2 separate regions of the Gossypium hirsutum genome follow, and region 2 is linked to region 1. The links are chromatin contacts, called in public Hi-C maps. All regions are on one chromosome and are shown on one strand. The core of a region is the stretch at or near the end of the contact, and the rest is flanking DNA. Distances in the headings are between cores, read along the strand shown. Region 1 has its middle 8.0 kb from the start of LOC107925439. Region 2 has its middle 6.3 kb from the start of LOC107938836.

The links. A called contact is a pair of places that touch in the nucleus more often than the background predicts.
Region 2: a contact with region 1 is called in a Hi-C map of leaf, with 1.8 times the contacts expected there. The contact joins two enhancer-like sites. A contact is called at or near these places in 4 of 34 Hi-C or Micro-C datasets (fibers and leaf).

The regions. Positions count from the first base shown.
Region 1 is chrA13:7,354,912-7,362,765 of Gossypium_hirsutum_v2.1, reverse strand. No RefSeq gene overlaps it. Among protein-coding and RNA genes, the nearest start is that of LOC107925439, 8.0 kb to the right of the region's middle. Within about 2 kb of position 5,560, at least 3 of the 9 cell types and tissues checked have an H3K27ac peak or open chromatin away from gene starts, as enhancers often do. A contact at or near this core is called in leaf, where this site is marked.
Region 2 is chrA13:7,396,282-7,403,430 of Gossypium_hirsutum_v2.1, reverse strand. No RefSeq gene overlaps it. Among protein-coding and RNA genes, the nearest start is that of LOC107938836, 6.3 kb to the right of the region's middle. Within about 2 kb of position 3,855, at least 3 of the 9 cell types and tissues checked have an H3K27ac peak or open chromatin away from gene starts, as enhancers often do. A contact at or near this core is called in leaf, where this site is marked.

The DNA of each region.
Region 1 (7,854 bases), core at 4,311-6,810:
GAAAGAACAAAGTAGTAACATAACCTGATCTTCATCATCTATGTTGGCCTCGACATTATTTAGGTCATTAAGGAGAGTGACAAATTCACTTATGTGAGCCCTAATAGGCTCACTTTTTGTTATATGGAACATATAGAATTGTTGTTTCAATACCAAGCAATTTGCAAAAGAATTTTTCGTATAAAGGGCTTTCAATTTCCTCTAGAAGGTTGTTGCTATTTTCGACATAACTGAATTGTTAACAGTACATTATTATCAACCTCTTCCCACTCTGTCTGATTCACATTCGGAGGTCTTTGCCCTGTAATGACCTTTTTTAGACCATTTTGAACCAAAATTGTCGTCATCTGAACTTGCCACAAACTGAAATTTGCGATCCCATCGGACTTCTCAATATCGTATCTCATTGCCATATCTAAACATGTTGTCTGCGAAAATTAAACCAAGGTCTGATACCATTTTGTTGGGTCTAACCCAAATAATAAAATGAACACAAACAAAAACCAAGAAAATTAGACACAAAAAATTATGTGGAAAAACCTCCTCCGAAGAGGATAAATAACCATAGCCAAAAAAAGTCACTAAAATGGAAAAAATCGAAAAAGGGAGTACAAGATAGAGAAATCAACAAACCCTAAACTTGAAATACAAAGATTTCTCGAAATTCACACAAACTCTCTCTTAATTCTGTTGTTATTCTTAACTATCTAGGGTTGCTAAGAGGCCTATTTATAAGCTGAATTTCGTGTACAAATATGAGTAAAACATCTCTAAATAAATCATAGTTAGACTAGGAAAATATAACATAGTTTAACTAGGAGAAGAAACTTGATTGAGTAGGGAACACGTTGCCAAGTCGTGACATGGTATGCTTCCTCGTCGGGACACCTTTCATCGCATTGTCAAGATGTGGCGAATCTTCTCGTTGTGACATTGGTGTCGTGTCGTCGGGACGTCCGCTCTTTCTCATCTTGACATCAATCCTGTTTTTTTAATGCGAGGCACAATTCACACAAAACTTTCAATATGATCGAATTCCTTTGTGTGAAGAAATTCATTTCCTAAGAAAGCTACTCCTAGAAGATCTTTGATATTTTGTTTCATATTGAAGATTTAATCAAGCTAAATTCCAAGGGTTTTGAGTTCATATTGGTCGGAATTTTTACAAGCCTGGAACACCTATTAAAAAAGGTTTATTTTACTATTCATGTAGGAGATTAAGAGCACTTATTTTTTTCATTGTAAGAAACCTCTTTTAGTGTAAAACTTTTGTAAACAAACTATTTTTATTGTCGATTTTGTAATTAAACTTGCAAGGGGAAAATTTTAGTGAAGATAGTGATCTAGTTAATGTATAGGTTTTAAATTGCAACTTAGTGAGTTGAACTTAAATTACGTTTTGTATTGTAGATTGAAAATGAATTACTCTTGAGATAAGATCTTGTAAAAGTAAAAAGTTTATAAACTGTGTGACTAACTTCTATGTCATTTTATATTTTTACTCTATTAGTTAAGTAAGTTCCATTGCAATTGGACGTGTAACTGAAAAGCAAAATCAACCAACCCTCATAATACATGCCAAATCAATTAACAATATTAGTAGAAAAAATTTTAACCACTTAAAAACAATCCAACTATAATAAAGAGACTAAAGCTCTAAAAAGTTACATAGTAATAATAAACTTTATATAATTTGAATTTTTAAAATATATATAGTGATCCAAAAACTTTATTTTGTATATTATAAATTGACATTTTTTGGGGATTTATCCGTATGAACAACGAAATAGAAAAGGTAGAGAAGACTGAACAAAAATTTTACGTGGAAAACTGCTCTAAAAATGATTAAAACCACAGGCAAAGGAGACTTTGACTTTTCAATAAATGAGTAAACAAACGAGAGTATAATATAGAGAAAATAAACCTGAATGTACTAAACGTATAAACTCAAAATCCAAAACAAAACCCTAATTCTCATGAAGTTCTCTTAAAAATAGGTACAAATTTTTTTCCATAATTACTATGAAAACTCTCACCGAAAGTCATTTGCAACTACATCTTGTCGCCCCAAAACAAAAAAAAAACCCTGCAGTACTACATCTTTAATTGCCTCTTAATTTGCCTCTCAAAACAAGGATATAATGCCCATTTAAATAGGCTAAGATTAGAGGTCTAATTATACTAAAATATCTCTGGAGTAATTAGAGTTTAACTAAGAGAAGATATCAGAGTTTAACTGGGAGAAGAAACCCGATTTATATGGGGAACACATTGACACGTCACCAAGTCCCCATTTACGTCGTCACGACATCTTCCATCGTTGAAACATCAATAAACTTTTCGTCATGACGTCGTTGTTTGTTCGACTAAAAATATGATTCACTCCCCCCACAAAACTTTATTAACCTTTTGGAATTCTCGTTGTGCATATTTCATGTGATTAAATCAACTTGTTTCCTTTCTCAAACATCATCATTTTTTTTTCATATTCGCTTCTTCATGATTTCTCCTTATACTTTTTGTTTTGTTGATTTTAAAGTACAGCCTGCAATACGCACAAGGTATGGATGAAAAGAGAATCCCTTGCTTATAGATACTACCATTACAATTACATCTTATCAAAATATATGTGAACATAAATTAAAACAAATTTAGACTAAACACATATATAATAAAAATTAAATTTAAATGAAATTTAAATTAAAACTAAAATATGATTTTAAAAAAAATTTAAACCTTCAATCTCATCACTAAACCAAGATTTCCATGGAATAACTGATTTTATTCTCAACTTTATTCTTAGAAAAAATGTGTAAAAAGCAATGAAAAATAGGAATAAATCTTAAAATTATACATAAATTTTGATTTAATGTATAATTGTATACATTAATTTTAATTTGGTATAATTATACACATGAAACTCTAATTGTGGTTTAAATATTTACTTGAAACTTTAATTTTGATTTAATCATACACACTTAAAGAAATAAATACATCAATTTATTTTTATATTGTATAAATATAATTATTCATGTATGCAATATATAAATATAAAATGATATTATATCAATAATTGTGTTAATAATTTATAAAAATTAGATCAAATCAAAATTTCATATATAAAATTACATAAAATTAAAATTCATATATATAATTATATATTAAATCATAATTCATGTATAATTTTAATATTTATCCATGAAAAATATGCAACTTATCTCATATATTCTATGGTGTTCTCCTTATTCGCCAACGAGATTAGGTAAGAAGGTTTTTTCAAAGGGTTCTAATTGAAAGCAAAGTTTTTTTCATTTCCAAAAAAAAAAAACTTCCAAGTTTTAAACACTTTCCTCACGTGAGAAATATACAAGCCTCCTATTTTTGACTTTTTCTCCACCAACAATTTCTTGAAGATGTCGTGAATTAGGACGAAAAGGATCTAACTTAGGACAATTTATTGGTTAAATAACATCATCAGTCCTTGTACTTTGGAAAAATTATAGATTAAGCCTTGTATGTAAAAAGATAAAAGTAAAATCTTCTTACTTTTTCTTTTTTATTTTAAAAATTCTAGTCTAGTCATTAACATCACTAGTATTTTCTGTCAAAAAAGTTTCTAACTTGACACGTAATTGATGGAAAATAAATATTCGAAGTTGATAATTTTTTATAGAACATACTAATATTGTAAATGATTGGACTACGATTTTTAAATTGAAAAAGTAAAAAATTTAATTTTTTACTTTTAAAGTACAAAGAGTAAATTTCAAATTTTATCGAAGTATAAACACTAGTAGCAGCACAATTTTACCTTTTATAATAGGTAAAAATGTGCTACAAGTCCCTATACTTTTTTATTTCATTGAACTTAGTCCATTTATTTTTCAAATTTCATAATTTAGGTCAAACTGTTAATACTATTATTCTTTTTGTTAAATTCAAATTAATTACAAAGTCATTTTTTAATTACATGGCTACCAAGTGAGTGTTTTTTAAATTTTAAAAATGACACAACAACAAATTTAACAAGGAAAATTTAATAGTGTTAAACATTAGACCTGAATTTTAAAATCTAAAAAGTAAAGGGACTAAATTTCTAATTTTCAAAAAGTATAAGAACTTATGACAGATTTTCACCTTTATAATATATAGCAAAAACCTTACATGTTTTGGCTAGTTATGCCGAGTTTTACCCTACTACAAAGACCTCAATCCCTTTACTTGTTTAAACTGAAAATTAAAGTACAAATGATAACTCTATCAATGGATGGCATTTCAATTTTTGAATCCTGAATTTAAAAATAACACATATCCAAATTTAACAGAAGTCAATTTTATAAATAAAACAAGAAGTGGGACTAAATTTCAAAGTTCCAAAGAGTATAGGGACTGGTGACAATATTATATTCTTTTTTGGAAGCTGAAGCCCTACATCTAGGTCAGCAAATATAAGCCAAAAAGAAAGATATCTATATTATCAATCCCATTATTCGATTAAGTTTAGAATCTACATAGATACAAAACCATTAACATGCAATTCTCACTGAGACTCTTTTCTGGAAAGAATCTAACTTTTCTTTGTCCACTACACAACTTGAGATCATATTCATATGATATTCGAAGAACAAATTAAAGGGATATGAATGAATCTTATTTTAGTCCCCCAAACTTTTACTTTTTCAAGACAAGCTTTTTTTTGTTGCTTGTTTCCAATAACATCTAGAAGGGGGTAGGCTTTAATTAGGTAGAATTTTCAGTTGAGTTTTGCGTGAAAGTTTCTCTTATTCTACTTTTCACATATGTAGTATTTGCATTCTAACAGTTTAGAAACAGAATAGACTATTGCCATGCTAATTTGTTTCAATGCAATGTCTGTAGCAAAAATATGTTGGATCAAGTGGTAAGAAGATTGATATTTTTTAAGTAAAGTTTCGAATAGAGAAAGTTCTATCTTTTATTTAGTTAAGGGTTCAAATCAACTTGACTATAAATTTAATTTTACTCTAATCTAATTATCGAGTAACAAAAGGTCTCAAACCAAGAAGAATATAAAAACTAATACAGTTATGTATATTAATTTGATAAGATTAAAAGAACTGAGAGTTTGTAAGAGTATAAAATTCTTATGATACTTGATAGATTAAGCTTTCCAAACAACATAGCCGTTTACCCAATGGGACAAGCTTTATTAATTTGTATTTATTTTTTGTTTTGGTCAATGGATGTAAGGATTAGCTGGATTAAGACAAAACATTATTTTGGTATTATATGCATGTCCCAATTTCTTCATGCTCTCATCATCAGATTTCAAGCTTCTTAAGTGAAGTGTGTATTTGTGTGTGGGCCATGGCAATCTTCATTTCAGTCGCACACTCAATCTATGAGAAAAGTATGCTTTGAGAATTAAGACATTTTGTTAAACATTCAAGTACGAGCATTCGCATTCACGCTTTTCACCCTAAAGATGCGGAAAAGAAAGTGAAAAGCGTTAATGTTCCTCCGTCTGCTTGGATATTTATATACGAATGGCTAGGGAGAACACATGCTTTAGCCCATATTTGTGGAAGGGGGTGGGGAAAGAGATGGTTTGGGTTCTTACGTCACCTGAACACAAATAGTTATATATGTAGCAAACATTATTGGGTCGTACTTTGTCTTTTTCAGTTGGGCCTAGGATTAAAAGCTAACTATCACGTATTGTATTATGTGACATCTAGATTAGAGGTAAAGAAAAAAAAAGTAATATATAAAAAAAATACAAAGTATAAATCCCGCATCTAAAATATATTAAATCACTCATTCATTTTAAGGATTCTTTTACAGTTATAATTTAAATTATTTATTTTTAAAATAGTTTTTAAATTATTAAAACACATATAAATACTTTTATAATAATTCTTTTGTTTTTAATTTTAGTCATTTCTCAATTAATTTTGTATCATATTAACTCATGATATCAACTCAATTGGATATTTTATAAATATTATAGATATAATAAAATTTCTTTTTAAACATTTTTAATTTAAAACGGTCCAATTGCCCATTAGTCCTTAGGCTATTTTCTATTCTAATGCTCCCTCATTTATATACTTCAGTTAATCTTAATCTCACTTTTAACTTGCCACTTTGTTCTCTCCATGTCTCAATTTAACTACCTATAATTCTACTCAATTTCGATGTTTTTCTGATGTCAAATTTTATTAATTAAAATTATTGTGAATGATACAAAGCTTGTTTTTAAGAATTTAACTAGCTTTATTCTCATTACAATGCAATTTATGACACTGAAAATTTTACGACATTACAATGTAGATGAATAACTAATTAAGGTACAAGGTAAGATCTAAATTGAAGTTAGTTTTGGTTATAAAGTCTAAGGTTTGATAACATAGACAACCAAAAATCTTCATAAAGGTGTAATCAGGTTTAACTTGAAAAGTTTTTTCATAGTGTAATGTGCTTATTAAGGCCTTGGCAAGTAGTTTGTTTATAAGGAAGATAACACTTGTGAAGGCATCATTCTAGTGACTGAGAGGCATGGATGTTTGAGCTAGTATGGAAAAGCCAACCTCAACAAACTACTTATGTTTTATTTTTTTGCAAGACCATTATGTTCTAAGGTATGTGGATAGGATAATTTGCAGAGAATGTCATTGGTCTTAAGGTATGAAACCAAGGTACTAAATTCCCTTCCACCTTTTATTTATAATACTTTCAACTTAGAGCCAAGTCGCCTCTCTATCATGCTATGAAAATTCATAAATGCAAATTGTGTTTAAATACATATCAAAGCAAGCTAAATAGTAAGAGAAACCATTTGAATACACTGATCCAAACCTCCATAGGTTTGCTACCACTACTTCTAAGGGTTCATTATATTGAGCAACATAAGGTTGAAATGGAAGCTTGTAAAATTTTCCAAGTTAGCAAGCTTTACAAAGAATTTGATTGCAATTTCTTACAACAGGAATATTACAAGTTGTTAATCTTTGGTTTATACATCAAGTGTTGGGTGACCAAGCCTCTTATGCCACACATTTAGATCAACATAGTTAGTAATATGATCTGTCATAATTTCGTACATCAAATTAGGCTCTCCATTACACTCGAGGAACTTATTCTCAAGCAATTTAAGTGTCATTTATATGTTTTTATCGGTTTTTAGTTCTAACCTTAATAGACGTTTTTGTTGAGTTTTGCCCCTTTTGAGACCCAAATTAGACAAACGATACCATAGGGAACTTAATGATATGATTGAGCTTGTGTAGGGGAATGATAATAGCCTAGACCTTTCACATTGAGGATGCAAAATTTCAACAAAAAATCACATGGAAGCTTATTTTTGTGGCGTCATGGTACCGAGAGATGGATGTTGCGACACCAAGCCAACGTCATGATACCAAGCCTCCGAAGTCGTGATTGTAACGCCCCAATTTTCGGGAATTCTGTGAATGTTGGCAAATTTTCATGCTTTAATTTTGTCATTTGTGAGTGAAATTATGAAATAGGACCTATGTGAAAATGTTTGAAAATGCTATAGGCTAAATTGAAGTGACCAAATAAATAGGAGTGCAAAATAGGAGGATTTCCATGACAAACCTCCCATTTTACATGAAGTGGCCAGCCATCATGTTGTTGTAGACAAAATGTGCACTTGATATCCATAATTTATGGTACAAATTGATACAAATTGATAATAGGTTAGGTAAATGTTCCATGATAATAGGTTAGGTAAATGTTCCATGATAATGGGTTAGGTAAATGTTCCATGATAATGGGTTAGGTAAATGTTTCATGATAAGAATTTCATGTCTTTTGTATTAAAGAATTAAATGGATGAAATATGAAGTTTTA
Region 2 (7,149 bases), core at 2,606-5,105, 42 kb before region 1:
TTGAAAGGCCAGTCAAAAGGAAGATAATTGGGGTGAAATGGGTGTACAAAGCCAAGCAAAATGCTGATGGTACCTTGAACAAACTGAAAGCAAGGCTAGTTGTCAAGGGGTTCAGTCAGAGGTATGGCCTGGACTACCTGGAGACCTTTGCACCAGTGGCCAGGCTAGACACCATCAGATTACTGATTGCCTTAGCAGCACAGCTCGAGTGGAAGATCCATCAACTCGATGTGAAATCAGCCTTTCTGAATGGTTTCTTAGATGAAGAGATCTATGTTGAACAACCACAAGGGTTTGAGATAGCTGGCAGAGAGCATATGGTCTACAAACTGAAGAAGGCCCTATATGGCTTAAAACAGGCTCCAAGGGCCTGGTACAGCAGAATCGATGGCTACTTGACTAATTTGGGATTCGATCAAAGCAAGAGTGAGCCAACACTGTATGTCAAGAAGCAAGGGACACAAACACAGCTTATTGTATCCCTATATGTTGATGACCTGCTGGTGACAGGAGGAGATCGAGCAGTGCTGGTCGATTTCAAGACCAAGATGCAAGAAGTATTTGAAATGTCTGATCTAGGGGAAATGTCTTATTTCCTTGGAATGGAGGTGACTCAAGCACAAAATGGGATATTTCTAAGTCAGAGAAACTTTGCCACAAAGATTCTGACCAAGTTCTCCATGCAAAACAGTAAAGCAATTAAAACACCTGTTGCTGTTGGAGAAAAACTATCGAGCCAAGGTGATTTTGAGAAGGTTTGTGAAACAACCTACAGAAGTCTAGTTGGTTGTCTGTTATATTTAACTGCCACTAGACCAGACATAATGTATGCTGTAGGATTGCTCTCAAGGTTCTTGCATTGTTGCAATAAAAAGCATTTACAAGCTGCTAAGAGAGTGCTTAGATATGTCAAAGGCACTTTGAGCTATGGTTTAAGGTACAGCAAGGAAGGAAATCTGAAGCTGGTTAGCTACACTGATAGTGACTGGGCTGGCTCGATAGATGACATGAAAAGCACCTCAGGGTATGCTTTCAACCTTGGTTCAGCCATGTTTTGCTGGAGCTCGAAGAAGCAAAGTCTGGTGGCTCAATCTACTGCTGAAGCAGAATATGTGGCAGCTGCAAGTGCTGTCAACCAAGCCATTTGGCTAAGGAAAATCTTAGCTGATTTGAAAGTGCATCAAAAGGAAGCTACTGAGATCTTCTGTGACAACCAATCTTCAGTTGCAATTGCTAAAAATCCAGTGTTCCATAGAAGAACAAAGCATTTCAGCATCAAGTTGCATGTTGTTCGAGAAATGGAGCAAGCTCAGGAAGTGAAGCTGATCCATTGTAATTCTGAGGATCAACTTGTAGACATTTTGACTAAAGCCCTTAATGTCACAAGGTTCGAATGTCTAAGAAGGAAGCTAGGTGTTTGCTCCATGCAAACCAAGGAGGAGTATTGAAGCAATGGTTAGCATGTAGCAATCACATGTTTTATTATTATTATTATTATTATTATTATTATTATTATTTGGATGTAATGATGTAACTTAGTTGTATTCCAACTAAGTTTGTTAGTGGTAGTAGGTGGTGATTTATTTTAAGTGGATGTAATGATGAAACTTAGTTGTATTCCAACTAAGTTTGTTAGTGGTAGTAGGTGGTGATTTATTTTAAGTGGATGTAATGATGAAACTTAGTTGTATTCCAACTAAGTTGTCAAGTTGTAAGCTTGTATAAATAGGCTTTATGCCATTTTAAAAAAATGAATGAATTCAATCAAGATTTCATCCATATACTCTCTATTTTAGCTTTGCTTAAAATTTATTTCATTTTTCTTCTTTGTTTCTGCCGCAAGTCTCGATTCTTGCTCGGCAAGCTTATTGTTGAACCTTGCTATTTGTTGCACTTAGCTCCAACAGATAGTAGCAAGGAATTATACAGGGGAAATTAAAATAGCTACATCCCACCTCCATTTTATGGTGGCTACGGCCTTTGAAGCGGAAACTATTGCCTGCTATGAAGCTGTTCTTACGGGAAAGACATGGGCTTGACAGACATTATTGTCGAAGGGGACTCCAAAACAATTACCAACAAATGCATGGCACAATCTAGAGATAAATCGCAGGTCAGTGCATATATCAGAAACATCCAAAGCGAAAAAGACAATTTTCAAGCGATTACTTTTCTCTTTGTTTCGAGATTGGCTAACTAGTTAGCCCATATCATTGCTACAACAAGTCTCAGAAAGAAGGAAGAAATTTACTTACTTGGTGAGGTTCCTGGTTATGCCAAATACCAATCGGAACTGGAAAGACCAAAACTGAAATGAAGTGTAGGATCGAAGAGAAGGAGGGTGTAGAGAGGCCCTTCATCAGAAACGTTTTCATCTACCCTCAGGCCCTATCTCCAATGAATCTGAATCGTCAAGTAGGAAAATGGAAGGTTGGGGACAGGTCATTTTCAAATGACGGGGATATAAAAATTTTTAATGTGTTTTCTTTTTTGTTCTAGAGTTTTCTACTTGTTGTTTAAGTTTATTTTGAGTACATTTGTCAGACGTTTTAATTTTCTTCAGATAATAAATATCCCTGGTTGCTTTAAAAAAAAACTCACTTATAATAGTTAATTAAAATTTAAGATAATGTAATAATATTTTAATAATTCAATCGTTGAATTTATTAAGATATTTTTGTACTTATTATGCGTGTAAATTTTTAAATCAATTCAATATTTCTATTATATTGATCTAAAATATTCTTTATATTAATATATATATGTAACACTTAGAAAGTTTTTATATAAAACAAATATGCAGAAAAACTTGACAAACGTAATATATGTGAATGAAACATAAAATATGATAGTTGATGTTAAAATATTAATCATACAAAAAATATTGGAGTGTGTAAAACTACTCTAATTTTACACCGGTGTAAATAAATTTCTTTAATTTATGTCAATTAATAATATTAGAAAAAAATCGTTTATAATGAATATAATTGAAATGTTAGTATAATTTAATTCATTAGTATTTATTATTTTCTAGCTAGTTTAATAAAAATGAATTAAAGTGATTAAGAATAGAGTAAATCTCATATTAACAAAATAATATAAGATTTCCCAATAAATAGTGGCGTTGAGATTATTGTTAAAATATTGGCACTACCGATACTGGTGCATTAATGTCGTCATATTATTGGCGAGAAGTAACTTTTTTCCATCCAAATATGAAATATATGATTCTAGAATATAGGATTAGCATGGATAATCCCACATTTTGTAATTAGGATAATGCTGTAAAAATTGGATCCTTCATAAAACTGATTTTCGGTTCAATTATTACAAAATAAAAAATTTTAAAATCATAAAAAAATACAAACAAATAATAATAGAATTATAAAAATTTATTGTATAAATTATGGCAAAAAATTTAAATATTTAGATTAAGTTAAATTCAGTTCAACTGGATCAATTCTTCTTCTATGAATAATTCAATTTTTTACAAATTTTTATTGAGTTAACTAATTTTGACAATCATTTTTTTTATGAAAATTTTACTTTTACCCATAAGATTTAGGTAGAAAAAAAATATTTAAGTTTAGTTTATAATGATAATAACAGTTATGTGGAGTCAGGGGTTTTGACAAGTATTGTCTACGAAAATAGGGAAGAAGATATTTTTGGCAGAAATAGACAAAAGTTGGGGGTCCACGACAAACATCAAATTATATAAGTGACTGGAAATGGAATTAAATAAGGTTTTGTGTGTTCAAGAAATCTGCACAGAAAACAAAGGAAATATGGTGCTTTGAACATACAAGAAAACGACGACCCTTAGCCATTAAGTCAACGAAGAACTGTTCCTAGCTGATGGTGAGGGGCTGCTGATTTAATTACCCCTTAATGCACCTTTACATTGTACACACCACAACTCACGTCATTCCATTATTTATTTCAGCAACTAATCTTGTTTTGTTTTTTTATAGTTTTACGTTGCTGAAATCTAATATTTTATTTATGTATTCTCAAAAATTGGTATTGACTTTATTTTTTAGTTTAAATAGTTTATTAAAATAATGATATATATTTTCTTAAAAACATAAATTTTTTAGGTATAATAATGATTTAAATTTAGATATTTTTTTTGTTTTTTTAATATATTCATTGAAAGAAGCATTGTGATTAATCTTTTGCATTCTGTAAGTTCATTAAAAAAGTAGACGTTGACTACGAATTTTAAAATTATTTTATATCAAAAGTGAGAATTGAACCATTGATTATTGGTTAAGGTAAAATACATTTTTTTCATCTCACCTAACCCCTATGGTTAAACCTAAACTATTTCTAAGAAAAGTAAACACTTCACCAATAGACCACAACTTAGAAGTTCCTTAACAACATTTTTTTAATTCATATTAGATATGATCAAGGGTCAAGGTACTTATCTAAGTACGAATGCCCACTTAGAATTTAGGAGTTTAAAAAAAATATTAAAACTAAAAAATAAGTTTAGACAAAAAAATAGGTCCGTTTTAAAATATTGATCAAGCTCAAGTTGCAATACTCAAACTCGAAACCCAATCAACTATTTTTGAAGCTTGTAATTCGTTATTAAAAGGATGTAAGTTCACCGGTGTTTAAGCTCATATTATTTTCTAATTTAATGGTTTGGGAGTGTGGGTAATAATAGAAATTGTATAAAAAATTTAAAATTATTAAATTATTTTAACAAGAATATTATAAAAGGTATATTAATATCACACTCGTAAATAAATATTAATTTATATCATATTTACTATGTGAATGGAATAAAATATATGTAAAAAGATCTATATTTATCTTTTACATTAATAATAGTCTTTAAAAAAAAAGGAATGATAGTTTTTTTTACCGAGATGATTTGTTTGAGGAATTATTCAAGTTATTTTATTTGAAGATATTTTTTTTGGTGAATAAAATAAAAAATACAAAGTTAATAAACTTAGACTCTCAAAGGAGGATCTTCAAATAATCTTAAGCCTAATCTCCTAGTATGAACTGTCTTGGCTAGACTATCAGTAATTGAGTTATCTTCTCTAGGAATATATTGAATTTTCTACTGCTCCACCCTCTTCAGAATATGATGAATTCTCCTGATTATCACAGGATTAGAGTTCCCAGAAGAATCTTCCATGATTACATTAATAGCTTCAATACTATCTGTTTGGATTAGAATTCTCTCGAAATGCGTATCCAAAATAATATTCAACCCATCCAATATCCTCCAAAACTTTACCTTCAAAATAGTGCAATTACTCAAATATTTAACGAACCCAATAATCTACTCAGCATTATGATCCCTCACACAATCACTATTATTTGAAGATAGTAAAATAAATAAATAGTCATATACTTTTGTTAAGAAAATTTGAATTAAATTGATGTTACCCAATTTCAACTAAATTACATTTTTAACCATTCCCATTTTGCTTTGACATTTGTCATAATGAAGTTTGTGTGAAAAAGTTATTGTTTCTTGGTATTATAAATCAGGGTTGAAGTTGTATATCACCCATCCCTCTCTCTCCCTTGTATATGCAGTGAAAAAAAAGGAACAGCAAAGCTGGATTAATTTGTAATCTATACTGTATTACTTACTCCTTTGACATTTCTATTAAAAAAATATTAAGTGATAACCTTCCAAACAAAGATATTAATTGTGATTAAATCTCAATCTCTATTAGTGTTAATTAATTAAAAGCTGTCGCTGCACAAATGAAAGTAAACGCTATGAATTAAGATTTTGTATTTGTTGTATTGACTTTCAAAACTAATACTGGAATTTTCATTTATATATTAGAAGTGCAAGGGTTATGCTATACTTTTTTTTTGGACGTGCACAGGTACTTGGATAATGTAACCAATACTTTATTTTTAATTAAAGTATTCGGGAGAGATTGGATTAAATTAATTTTTTTATTATTAGATAAATCAATTTAGTTGTTATATTATTTTAAAAAAAATTAAATACGTTTAAATTATAATAGAATTAAGATTTATTATATAAAAATAGTATTTATTATTTAGTAAAGTTAATATTTTTAAAATTTTTATGATTTTGCAAATAAAACATTTTATTTGGAATTAAACTAAAATTGACTTATAGCTCTCAATTGAAGTTGTCTCCCACCATTTTTTATTTCTTAACCTAAAAAATCTCTCCATAATCTTTCTTTTCTCCTTTAATTCGATGTTTTGAAACTCTAGTATGACCCTGTTGAAGCAAGTGAATCATATAGCTCTTGTAGTCATTGATATGGTAATTTTAATTAAGTTATCACTTAAGCAAGTACTGATTTTTTATCGTTTATATTAAATTTATGCTTATTATAGAATATTGAATTTTTTCTTTAATTTAATATCTAGGTTGAAGAATGAAACTTTCTGGTTTAGACTTGTAAATTATCAGATGCTAAACAAATAATGCAATCATCTTAAAAATCGTCTAGATATATCGAGTTTTTTAAAGGTGGCCAAAATACCTCTTATTCTATTGCAATCGTTGTTATTCACAACACTGATGGAAATATGGAGACCAAAGACTCTTACCTTCTACTTCCTTTGTAGCGAAGCGACAATAGCTTTGGAAGATGTCGCCCTAATCATGGGCCTTCTAATTGAATGAGTTGTTGTCACCAAAGTGGTTGAATTCAAGCTTGAACCAAAGATGAAGAGCTTACTTGATCATTACCCCAACGACAAGTGAAATTTAAGGGTGATCATCGCATAAGTTGGTCCAACAAGTATGCTAGAGTGTATATACCGCACCACTACAGCAAAACAGGTTTTTAGTAGCGTTTTTTTAGGTCTATAAGCGACGCTAAAATTATTTGCGACACTTTTACAAACGCCACAAAAAACGCCACTAAAGACAACGCCGCTAACATTTTGTGGCGTTTATGAAAAAAACGCCGCTAAAAGTCATGATATTTAGCGGCACTTTTCCTAAAAACATGCCTTTAGCGGCGCTTTCCCAAAAATGCCCTAAAGATCATGACCTTTAGCGGCACTTTTCCCACAAACGCCGCTAAAAATCATGGCCTTTAAAAAAATTATTTTATTTTAATTAAATAATATTTATTTCTATGTTAAATATTTTATTATGTTTTATTTTTGAAATTT